Regions from separate parts of the Rattus norvegicus genome. Here region 2 is linked to region 1. The links are chromatin contacts, called in public Hi-C maps. All regions are on one chromosome and are shown on one strand. Each heading gives the region's core, a stretch centred on a gene start, on an enhancer-like site or on the middle of the called end of the contact. The rest is flanking DNA. Distances are from core to core; before and after follow the strand shown.

What was found. Hi-C and Micro-C count contacts between places; a contact is called where the count stands out from the background.
Region 2: a contact with region 1 is called in a Hi-C map of liver, with 3 times the contacts expected there. The contact joins the promoter of Shroom1 here to the promoter of Hspa4 in region 1. A contact is called at or near these places in 2 of 12 Hi-C or Micro-C datasets (kidney and liver).

The regions. Positions count from the first base shown.
Region 1 is chr10:37,947,357-37,952,475 of GRCr8, forward strand. It overlaps Hspa4 (heat shock protein family A (Hsp70) member 4), which reads right to left and starts at 2,479. Exons shown (of 19, transcript NM_153629.1): 1 at 2,148-2,479. The coding sequence starts at 2,254. It also overlaps the pseudogene Rps2-ps16.
Region 2 is chr10:38,119,566-38,124,684 of GRCr8, forward strand. It overlaps Shroom1 (shroom family member 1), which reads left to right and starts at 2,406. Exons shown (of 8, transcript XM_006246367.5): 1 at 2,406-3,048. The coding sequence starts at 2,995.

The DNA.
Region 1 (5,119 bases), core at 1,229-3,728:
TACACAATCACAGGATCTACTTAATGACCTATTCAGTCTTTATGCAAATTTAACTGCCATCAGAAAACAACTCCTAAAATTTCAAATGATGAAACTCCTGGCAAAACTGCCACAGCTGCCGTCCGTCTAAGAGAGGAACAGGTTAAGGCAATCTAAAGGAAGGAGAGGGGCGGTGTTTCCCAAGCCTCAGGCTTCTTCTGCCCGACTATGTTCAATTCTAAGCAGATGAGGACCAAGAAGCCAGATTGAAATTCCTTGGAAAGATGATCTTTTACAGATAAAGTCAGGAACCAGCAGAATCATTATCAAATATATTAATGCTAAAATACCTAGAAGCAAGATTTTTAACTTTTCAAAAAACAGTACCATATACCTCTGTCAAAATACTAACCAGAGGGGCTGGGGATTTAGCTCAGTGGTAGAGTGCTTACCTAGGAAGCGCAAAGTCCTGGGTTCGGTCCCCAGCTCCGAAAAAAAAGAACCAAAAAGGGGTTGGGGATTTAGCTCAGTGGTAGAGCGCTTACCTAGGAGGCGCAAGGCCCTGGGTTCGGTCCCCAGCTCCGGAAAAAAAAAAAAAAAAAACTAACCAGAATACCTAGTTAAAAATGACAAATGGAGAAAGAGCTTGGCAATTGGAGGAGAGAGGGAGGGTGAAAATTGACTTTGATAATGGTACCAGAGCTTTGTGACTCCGAACTTGAAAACTGGATAACAATAGCTTAGTTGGTAGATTGCTTTGTATGCAGGAAGCCCCGAATTCAATCCCCATCGTATAAAAACTGGGTATTGTGACGGAGGAAGGATGGGTAAGACTCATTCTCAGACACAAAGTTACTTCAATACAGTCTGGGATACAGAAAAGCTGCGTGGAAGGTTGGTTAAAAGCACGAGATGAAAACAATGACCTGAGACTGTGAACCCAGAAACAAGAGAGCTTCTTCCAAAGTTTATTTAAAGAATTGGGTAGATGAGGTTGGGGATTTAGCTCAGCGGTAGAGCGCTTGCCTAGGGAGCGCAAGGCCCTGGGTTCGGTACCCAGCTCCGAAAAAAAGAAAAAAAAAAAAAGAATTGGGTAGATTAAAATCTTTTTTTAAGACCGGACTTTCTTTTCTGTGTAGCCCTGGCTGTCCTGGAATTGCTCTGTGAACCAGACTAGCCTCGAACTCACAGTAATCGGTCTGCCTCTGCCTACCAAGAGCCTGTGCCACCATCGCCGGACCAAAAAAAAAAAAAAAAAAATTTTAACACACCTGTAATCCCAGACACTGGGAGACAGAAGTAAAAAAATAAAAATTTCAGGTCATCCTGGGCTACATATGTGGAAAAAACTACATATATTTAAAAAGTAAGACTCCCTTTTACTCCAGCAAGGTCTGGGTGAGTCATCTTTTTTGCCGATTTGTCTACACCGATCCCGTAACTTCATGTAAGTTCTAGAAGTCAAAGTGAGTCCTTGAGTCATGCATCAACAATTGTGGCAACCTTCCGGCTGGAATTCATTAGCATGAAAAACTAATGCTATTAAGGAGTAGGTGAGCAGCCTGGGTGAAGAATTACCCAACATAACTCAATATCCAAAAACGAATGGAGGGAGTTAAAACGCTATCAAGAAAAGCATCGGCTTTATTAAATCTCGTTATGTATCCTGGTCACCCCAATTGCGAGCTGCTGGGAAAAAGGGCGTGAGCCATGGGTACTCATTCTCCGCATCTTCCGGGCGCCACCCCGCCCCCACTCACGTGGGACTCAGACCGCTTCCCAGTCCCGAGACCAAAATCTGCAAGTTAACTTTTATTAAATGTTCGCGGTGTGCAGAGTTCGAACCTCTACTGGATTCAACTAGCTCAACAAGCCCTGCGCCCAGTTTCAGAGCTAACCCCCGACACCCCCCCCCCAAAAAAAAGAGGTGAGAGCGGTCCATCCTACGGTCTCAGGCCCGCCTTCCCTTTCACTTCCTACTCGTGTCCTCCGCCGATCAGACTACCGGCTCAAAGCCTTCGTTTGGACCGCGCGAAAGGCCTCGTGCCTGGCGCAGGCCCAGGCTCCGAAGCAGGTGGCAGCCGCGGGCGACCCGGCACTCGGCGGGGGTCTCCTGCGGACCCTCCACTGGAAAGCGAGGCGACCCCACCATCCAAACCCACACTTACGGCGTGCAGCGGTCGCTATACTCATTAGCGATCGTCTCAATGCCGCCGGCGCGGGCCACAGCGACATAGCAGCTCTGAAAGCCCAGGTCTATGCCCACCACCGACATGGCGCCGGCTACTGCTCGGGCTCGGGCCCAGGGCCGGCCGCCGACACTGCACACGGAACCCGACGGGGTTGGCGCGTGGAGAGGGCGCGCCGCGTGGGCTGATGGAGCACCGCGGCTGGGCGGGCGAAGCCGGACGACCGTCCACGAGGATGCTTGGGTCCTTGAAAAAGACGGGCCTCTACCGCTCAGGCCGGCTCCGGCTCCACGGCCGCAGAAGAGGCGCCGGTAGTGGGGGCGGAGAAGATCTCGAAGGCTCTCGTTGCGACAGGAGCAAGGCTGCAGCGCGAGAATTGCGCTGGAACGAAATATTCTCGCGAGATCCCAGCTCAGACGCTTTTCCTCCTGAGGCTCCTCCCGTTTGACAAAGTATTGCGTCACATCCTAGCACAGGAAACGGGAAAGGAAGTGGGCGGACGAAAGCTGTCCGACGCGAAGTTGTCAACTGAGCCTGCGCGGAGAAGCCCCTACAGCCGCGCTGAACTGTAGTGCGCCGCCCATCCAGAAGTAAGGAGAGCGGGAGTGAGACAATACTTCAGAAAGCTGCATCGAGCCCACTTCCGCCGTCCTCGTCACCGCGGAGGAACTTCCGGCAGTGACTTCGCAAGCCCTCCGCAGTTTTTATAAGGGCCCACTGTGAACTGAGTTAATTCTGCAGTTGCTAAGAGTCCTCTGTTTCAGCTTGGTTCTACGTAAAACTCAGTGTTAAAAACAAACGCTAACGAAGAAAAGAGGAATCCACTCTTCAACCTAATTCACGTCCCTAGGTCAGAGAAGAGACCTTTCAGTCATAGATGTCCCTGAGCTGGACACAAGGGTCCAGATAACATGTTCCGTGGAGTGGAAGGTCTAAGACCAGTGTCAAGTTTACTTGATGCTAATACATATATTATTATATAGAGTAGGTGGGGAGGTGGCAAAATCTCATGCAGTTTCCACGGATGACCTTGAAATTCTAAAGCACTTGTTTTTGTCCTTAGTGCTGGGATTACAGCCCTGCCCCCCACGATATCTGCTTTAGGCTAAAGAATCTGAAACTACAGCGACGCCGGATTGAGCCAGTTGCTGAGAGTTGGAGAGGAGGCCAGCTTCAAAGCATTTCTGATAATCTACCCACACAGATTACAGAAGGAAAATCCTGAGTCTCCCAGTTTCCAGCTGTTTTGTGGCTGGGGATATATAATACAGTGCTAGAATACTTGCAGGCTCAAGACCTCAGATTGGATCCCCAACACCTCAAAATTGTCAGAATTTTCAAATTTCGCTTATCTGTACCCTCTTTTTAAAAGGTGCCTAACAGTGTAAGCTTCAACACAATAAACTGTGCTGGAGGGCTGGAGAGATGGCTCAGTGGTTAAGAGCACCGACTGCTCTTCCAGAGGTCCTGAGTTCAAATCCCAGCAACCACATGGTGGCTCACAACCATCTGTAATGGGATCTGATGTCCCCTTCTGGTGTGTCTGAAGACAGCTACAGTGTACTCATATACAAAATAAATAAATAAATCTTTAAAATAAATAAATAAATAAATAAATAAATAAATAAATAAACTGTGCTGGAGAGATGGCCCACAGTTAATATTTGCTGTGAAACAATAAAGTCTGGAGTTTGAATCCCACCACACCTATAATCTAGACCCTAAGCAGGACAAAGACAAGAAGTTAACTGGAGGGGCTCCCTGACTACCAGCCTAGTCCAAAAACTAGAGCTACAGTTTCAGAGAGAGACCCTGCCTCCAAAACTTACATCAGGGTGCAACAGAGGATATCTTCTCTCCTCAAGCCTCTGTGCAGCGCATGGCCAGCCTCACATCATTTCCACACAGGGGTGCACAGGCACAAACCCTGGTTTATCCCTATCAGGAGGGAGTAAAAGGATTCTAGTAAAAGGTAATGAGTGAGGGTTAATAGCCTAAAGGGTTCAGCACCTGAGAAACTCCCTTCTGGTAGTCAGGAGCAAGAAGGCTCCAGACCAGGGATCAACATGACTGAACTTCCGACAGAGATGCCAACATAGAACGACCCCACCAAGATGCAGGAGTATGGGAAAGCAGAAAAGTCTTCCCAGCCAAAAGTTCCCTCCGCTGCCCTACAAAATCCCAAATCCCCAGAGCCCCGACACACTCTCCTCTCCCAGGGAGGAAAATCTGTCCTTCAGTTATTTTGATTAAGATATGATTCTGACCCTGTAAGGGGTTAGTCTTCCCTTTTATTTCCACGTCACCTCGATCCATCCTGGCCTAACACTAAGAGTCATTGGCATAAAATGGTGGCAATGAGGAAGGCTTTCCACCAAAGAAAAAGGCCAAGGTAGAGGAAAAAACTAGCAATACATTATCTAGTGTGGTTTCAACAGTAAGGGTGTTTTTTTTTTTTTTTCAATCTCTCTGTGTGCCGTGGTCCGCATGTAGAGATCAGAGGATGACTGTGGGTTCCAGGGACTGAACTCAGGCGTGAGGCTCAGTGGCACCTGCAGAGTCTTCTGACCAACTGTTACAGCGCCTGGCCCATAGTAAGTGTGGTATTGCTAGAGGACAGATCCAGTAAGAGCAATCACCCAAAAAGCTAACGTCAAGCAAGCAAAGCCCTTTCCCGTTTCTTGGAAGGAGGAGTCTCTCTGAATCTATCCCTGCCCCTGGAGACTTTTTCATTCTCTAGTAGACAAAATGGTACCACCTTTAAATTTGCCAATTACCGGAAGTTCTCACATTTGAACTAAAGACAATAACCAGATGCTACTACTGGACAGGGTAATAGGGTTTTATAAATGGATACAAGAAAAGCCTTTAAAAAATAAATGAGTCTTCTTCGGGAAAACACCAAATGGCAGATGACGCGGGTGCAGCGGGAGGGCCCAGAGGTCTCAGGG
Region 2 (5,119 bases), core at 1,156-3,655, 170 kb after region 1:
TGTTTGACTGGAGAGATGGCTCAGAGGTTAAGACTGTGTACTGCTGTTCCAGAGGACCTGGGCACAGTCTCAGCACCCACGTCTGCCATTATACAGCTGCTTGAAACTCTAGCTCCAGATCTGCTGCCATCTTCTGGCCTCTGTGGGCACTGCATTCAAATATATAAACACACCAGACACACACATAGGCACAATTACAAAATAAAAGGCGTAGGCGGACAACATGGTTTTGTTGAACAATTTCTGAATTGCCTTTTTTGTTGTTGGTGGTGCTGGCGTTTTGTTTTGTTTTGTTTTTGAGGCAAGATTTCACACAGGCCCGGTTGGCCTCAGCTCACTATGTAGCTGAGACTGGCTTTGAACTCCTAAACTCCTCCCTGTACCTCCTGAGTGCTGGAGTCATGGATGTGCTCCATCATGCCTGTCATAAAGGTCTTTCTTTTTTCAGCTCAGATGACAAGTGTCACCTGTTCCTCATTCTCTCTGGGTGTGGTGTATGCATGTGTACCCCCGCCCTGTGTGTGTGTGTGTGAAGGCCAGAGATCACCATTGGGTATTTTCCTCGTCCGGGAATCCACTTACACACACACACACACACACACACACACACACACACACACAACATGTCCCCGGCACTGGGTAACAAATGTAAGCTGTGACAGCTAGCTTTTTATTTTTTTAAAGATTTATTATATATGAGTACACTGTTGCTATCTTCAGACACACCAGAAGAAGGCATCAGATCCCATTACAGATGGTTGTGAGCCACCATGTGGTTGCTGGGATTTGAACTCCAGACCCCTGGAAGAACAGACAGTGCTCTTAACCACTGAGCTATCTCTCCAGCCCGACAGCTAGCTTTTTTTTTTTTTTTGGTTCTTTTTTTTCGACAGCTAGCTTTTTACTTAGGTGCTGCAGACCCAAACTTAGCTCCTCATGCTTGAGTGGCAAGCACTTTACCCACTGACCCATTGCTCCATCACCCACCCACCAGCCTCATGGTGAGCAAGCTCTGTGACTCCAACCCTTTATAAGTCTGGCCATACAGGGGACTCTGGAGAAGAACTCTCCCAAAGTCTCAGAAAGCATAGAGCCACCAAAGAGGAGAGCCATCTAGATTCTCATTTTTTTATGAGACAAAGTCTCCTTACATAGCCCAGGCTGGCCTGGATCTAGAGTTACAGACAGTAGTGAGCTGTCACATGAAAGCTGGGAACCAAACCTAGGACCTCTATTGGGGCAGTAAGTACTCTCAACCATCCATTCAGTCATCTCTCCAGTCTACCATATACAAATGAGAGAGAAGGGGGAGGGGAGGGGGAGGAGGAGGGGAGGGAGAGGGGAGGGGGAGGGGAGGGAGAAGGGGGGGAGGGAGAGAGAAACTAGTTGCAAAAGCAGCTACTTGAGAAGACTCATTGACTATCCCAGATGGAAACACTGGCTCATTCTCAAAGTGTGGACTGTGTTTGTATTTTGTCTGTGTCCAATCTGATTGCAGACCTGCTTGTGCCCTGATCATCACCGCCACAGAATGACCCGTGTATGCCTTGTGCAGAAGTTTGTGTTCATGAGGAAGCCGAGGCCTCCCGTGAATGTTGGCTCAGCACCTGGCATCACCAACATCTAACTGGCATTGGTAGGCCAGCTTCTAGGCCTTGGAGTCGGCTTTTCCTCCTCACAGAAGAAAAGTGGAACAGGGCAGGGTAGGGGGTGTCTCAGGAGTCAGGCTCCTTGGCTGTCTCCTCTATCCCTAGAAGACCCAGGGAAATAGAGACCTCTAGGCCCAGGCCCTGACTCTCTGATGGAGTTCTGCCTCTCAGTTCCTACGATGGGTACTCACAGACTTTGGAAAGTTCAACAACAGACAGCATAGTGGCAGGTGAAGACAGATCACTTTTTTTCCCCTCTGAGACAAGATTTCTCTGTGTAGCCCTGGCTGTCCTGAAACTCATTCTGTAGACCAAGCTGGCCTCGAACTCACAGAGATCTGCCTGCCTCTACCTCCAAGTGTTGGGATTAAAGGTATGTGCCACCACTGCCCAGCGACGGAACATTCTTTCATATTCTTAAATTTTTTATTTATGTGTGTCTGTGCACCATGTGCGTGCCTGGTGCCTTCAGAGGTCAGAGGAGGGTGTTGGATCCCCTAGGATTAGAGTTATAAATGATTGTGAGCCACCACACTGGAGTCCTACTTAGGTCCTCTGCAAAAGCATCGTGTGGTCTAAATCACTGGGCCACCTCTAGCCAACTGCTCTAGCCCCAGCAGAAGCAGATGCGAGCGCATATATTCACAGGTATGGAGGGAGCTATGAGAAAGAAGGAGACAAAGACGAAGAGGAGTTACTGTGGAAGGAGTCCAGTAGGTGGCATGGTTTTGGAAGTGTGGGTCTGAAGAGCGAGTTGATCAGGTAGCCAGCCTTCCGAAGCACACTCAGAGGGAAGACAGGAGACAGGAACTCCAGGCGCATCTGTTTTCTCGGTGGAGTTTCAGAGAACCGGCCAGGAGAGATGGTCCAGTGGATAAAGGTTCATCTCACCAAACCAGATCTCCTGAGTTGGATCCCAGTCCTCCACAGGGTGGAAGTAAAGAACCCACTCCTCCACAAGGGAGCTTCCCCCATTACTTATTTACCAAATAAGTAAGTAAATAAATAAATGTAACTTTATTTTAAGATTAAAAAAAAAAAAAAAAGGGTGAGCCTTTGTTGCTCCGGGGCGGGTTTGACCTCTGCACCGAGGAGCCTGTTGGTCCTAAATTCTTGCCTGCTCGCTTGGAGCGAGTGCGATCGCCCTGGGGCTTGAGTTCTCTGCAGTGGTTAGAGGTCCAGGACCCGGGACTGGGACCACGTACAGAATCACAAGAGGAAGGGGCGCGGCTCCCAGAGCCCCGCCACCACTCGAGACTCCCGCCCCTCCTCGGCCGGAGGTGGCGCCTCCCCTGCGGCGGCCGGGGACTGGAGGTGGCGTCGGGAGCTGGAGCCCGGGGCTCGGATGTCACTGGGTGATCGCCGGAACCCTGGAGCGCGTCTCGGGCTGGAGCCACAGGTACGACGCAGCGGGACCGGGTGAGGGGGCACACAGCACGCGGTCCACAGATCCGCTTCCCAGGAGGGAGACACGGACGGGAGGGTCGGGTTGGCGACAGCGGTGGCCGCGTAGCAGCCTGACCGTCCTTCTGTCTGGACCTTTCGACCGGGAGTCCAGACAGGCTGCGCCAGTGGAGTCGGGCCCCTGCGCACCTTTACTCTCCGGCCGGGCCTGGCAGGGGACAGAGCTGTCCAGGTGGCCCAGCTGTGGCAGGGACTCAGCGTACGCAGTGCCGTCCGCCTGGCGACCCTCTATTCTTGAGCTGGAGAATCTAGGTCCCTCCCAATCCCCGATCTTCCCGGATCATGAACTCCACAGAAAAGGCCTAGAAATACGCTGATCAGAGGCCACCCTCTCTCCTAGTGTCCCAAGCGCCCCTTTCCTCACCTCTTGGTGTGGTTCTGCTGCCCCTTGTGGTCCCCAGGGCTTAGCTCCAATCCTCTTTTTCACTTTGCTTAGAATTTGAAGCACCAGGTATGTGCTCTGCCCGTGGCAGTGACCATCCATATCCATGTGTCAGTCACACGCTGCTTTTTCTACCCCTCCTGGAAGTTGGGTCTCACCAGGGTCTGCTCAAGGCCAGCAGAGACTGTATAACCAGCCACTACATTGTAGAACAGATGTCGCAGAGGGGTGCACTGTCACCCATACCTTTGGGGAATAGGTAAGATAACCAAGGAGTTTGCCAGAAAGCTCACCCATCGGACCTAGCCTGGAATGCTAGGATTTAAGGTCTGAACGGGAACCCTGAACCTCTGACTCTAGGAGAGTCAGGGAGTGCAGTTACAGTCCCTCCAGGTACTGAGGGAAGGCTGGAGGCAAGGAGAGGCCTGCACAGGCCCTCACAGGAAGACAGATGGGAGGTGGCCCTTAAGAGGACAGTTTCATTCCAGATTAGCTTTGAACTTGTCTTTTCTCCTATACCTCTCCTGTCCCCTGACCCAGACTTACAGGCATCACCTTGGTGTGTTTTTGTCCACTGAAAACTGTCTTCATCGAATTCCCCAACAAAGCTTGACTGAAGTCCAAGCGGTTGCTTGCCTGGGTCCACCTTCACTCTAGGTCCATGCCACCTTCATCCCCCAGGGCTGGTGTTCCCACCCTCAAGAGCCCTGGTTCTGAGTCCTGAGCCCCCTTATTCCTTTGTTAGGTAACAAGTACCTTCCTCCATCCCCAGGATCCCAGTCCGTTTTTCTAGCAGACTCTATGCTGCAGTCCCTGCTCTGGGGACAAATGTGAACATTCTGTGTTGTCTGTGTGGAGGCTCCAAGGCCCTGGTGGTACAGCAGGTCCTACAAAAAGGCACAATATGGGAATTCTGCATGGACAGAAACCCAGTGCAATAGTATCCCATAGATAAGTTAGGGGCAATAAGAAAACGATACATGTACAGATTTAATGGTTCATTATAAATCGGTATTTTCATTCATGACTTTATTTAATGTGTATGCAAGTGTTAGTGTGAGCATGGGTGTCACAGTGTGTTATGGACACCAGAGGGGAACGTCAGGAATCCATTGTCACCTTCCACCTGGGTGAGTGTCTCAGTGAGGGTTTTACTGCTGTGAACAGACACTGTGACCAAGGCAACTCTTACAGGGACATTTATAGGGGCTGGCTTACAGGTTCAGAGGTTCAGTCCTTTATCATCAAGGCGGGAACATGGCAGCATACAGGCAAGCATGGTGCAGGAGGAGCTGAGAGTTCTACATCTGAAGGCTGCTAGTGGAAGACTTAATTCCAGACAGCTAGGAGTAGGGTCTTAAAGCCCACAGCCCCAGTGACACACCTACTCCATCAGGGCCACACCTACTCCAATTGACCCACACCTTCTAATAGTGTTACTCCCTGGGCCAAGCAAATACAAAACCATCACAATGATACAAGGTCTCTCTTGTTTCTGCTGCTACATAGTGTATTTGAAGCTTGCTGGTTCCCGTCTTCCAGCTGACTCTCGTTTCTACCTCCCTCACTGTAGGTAGGCTGAGATTACTGATGTGCACTATAGCATCTGACTTTTCAAAAGTAT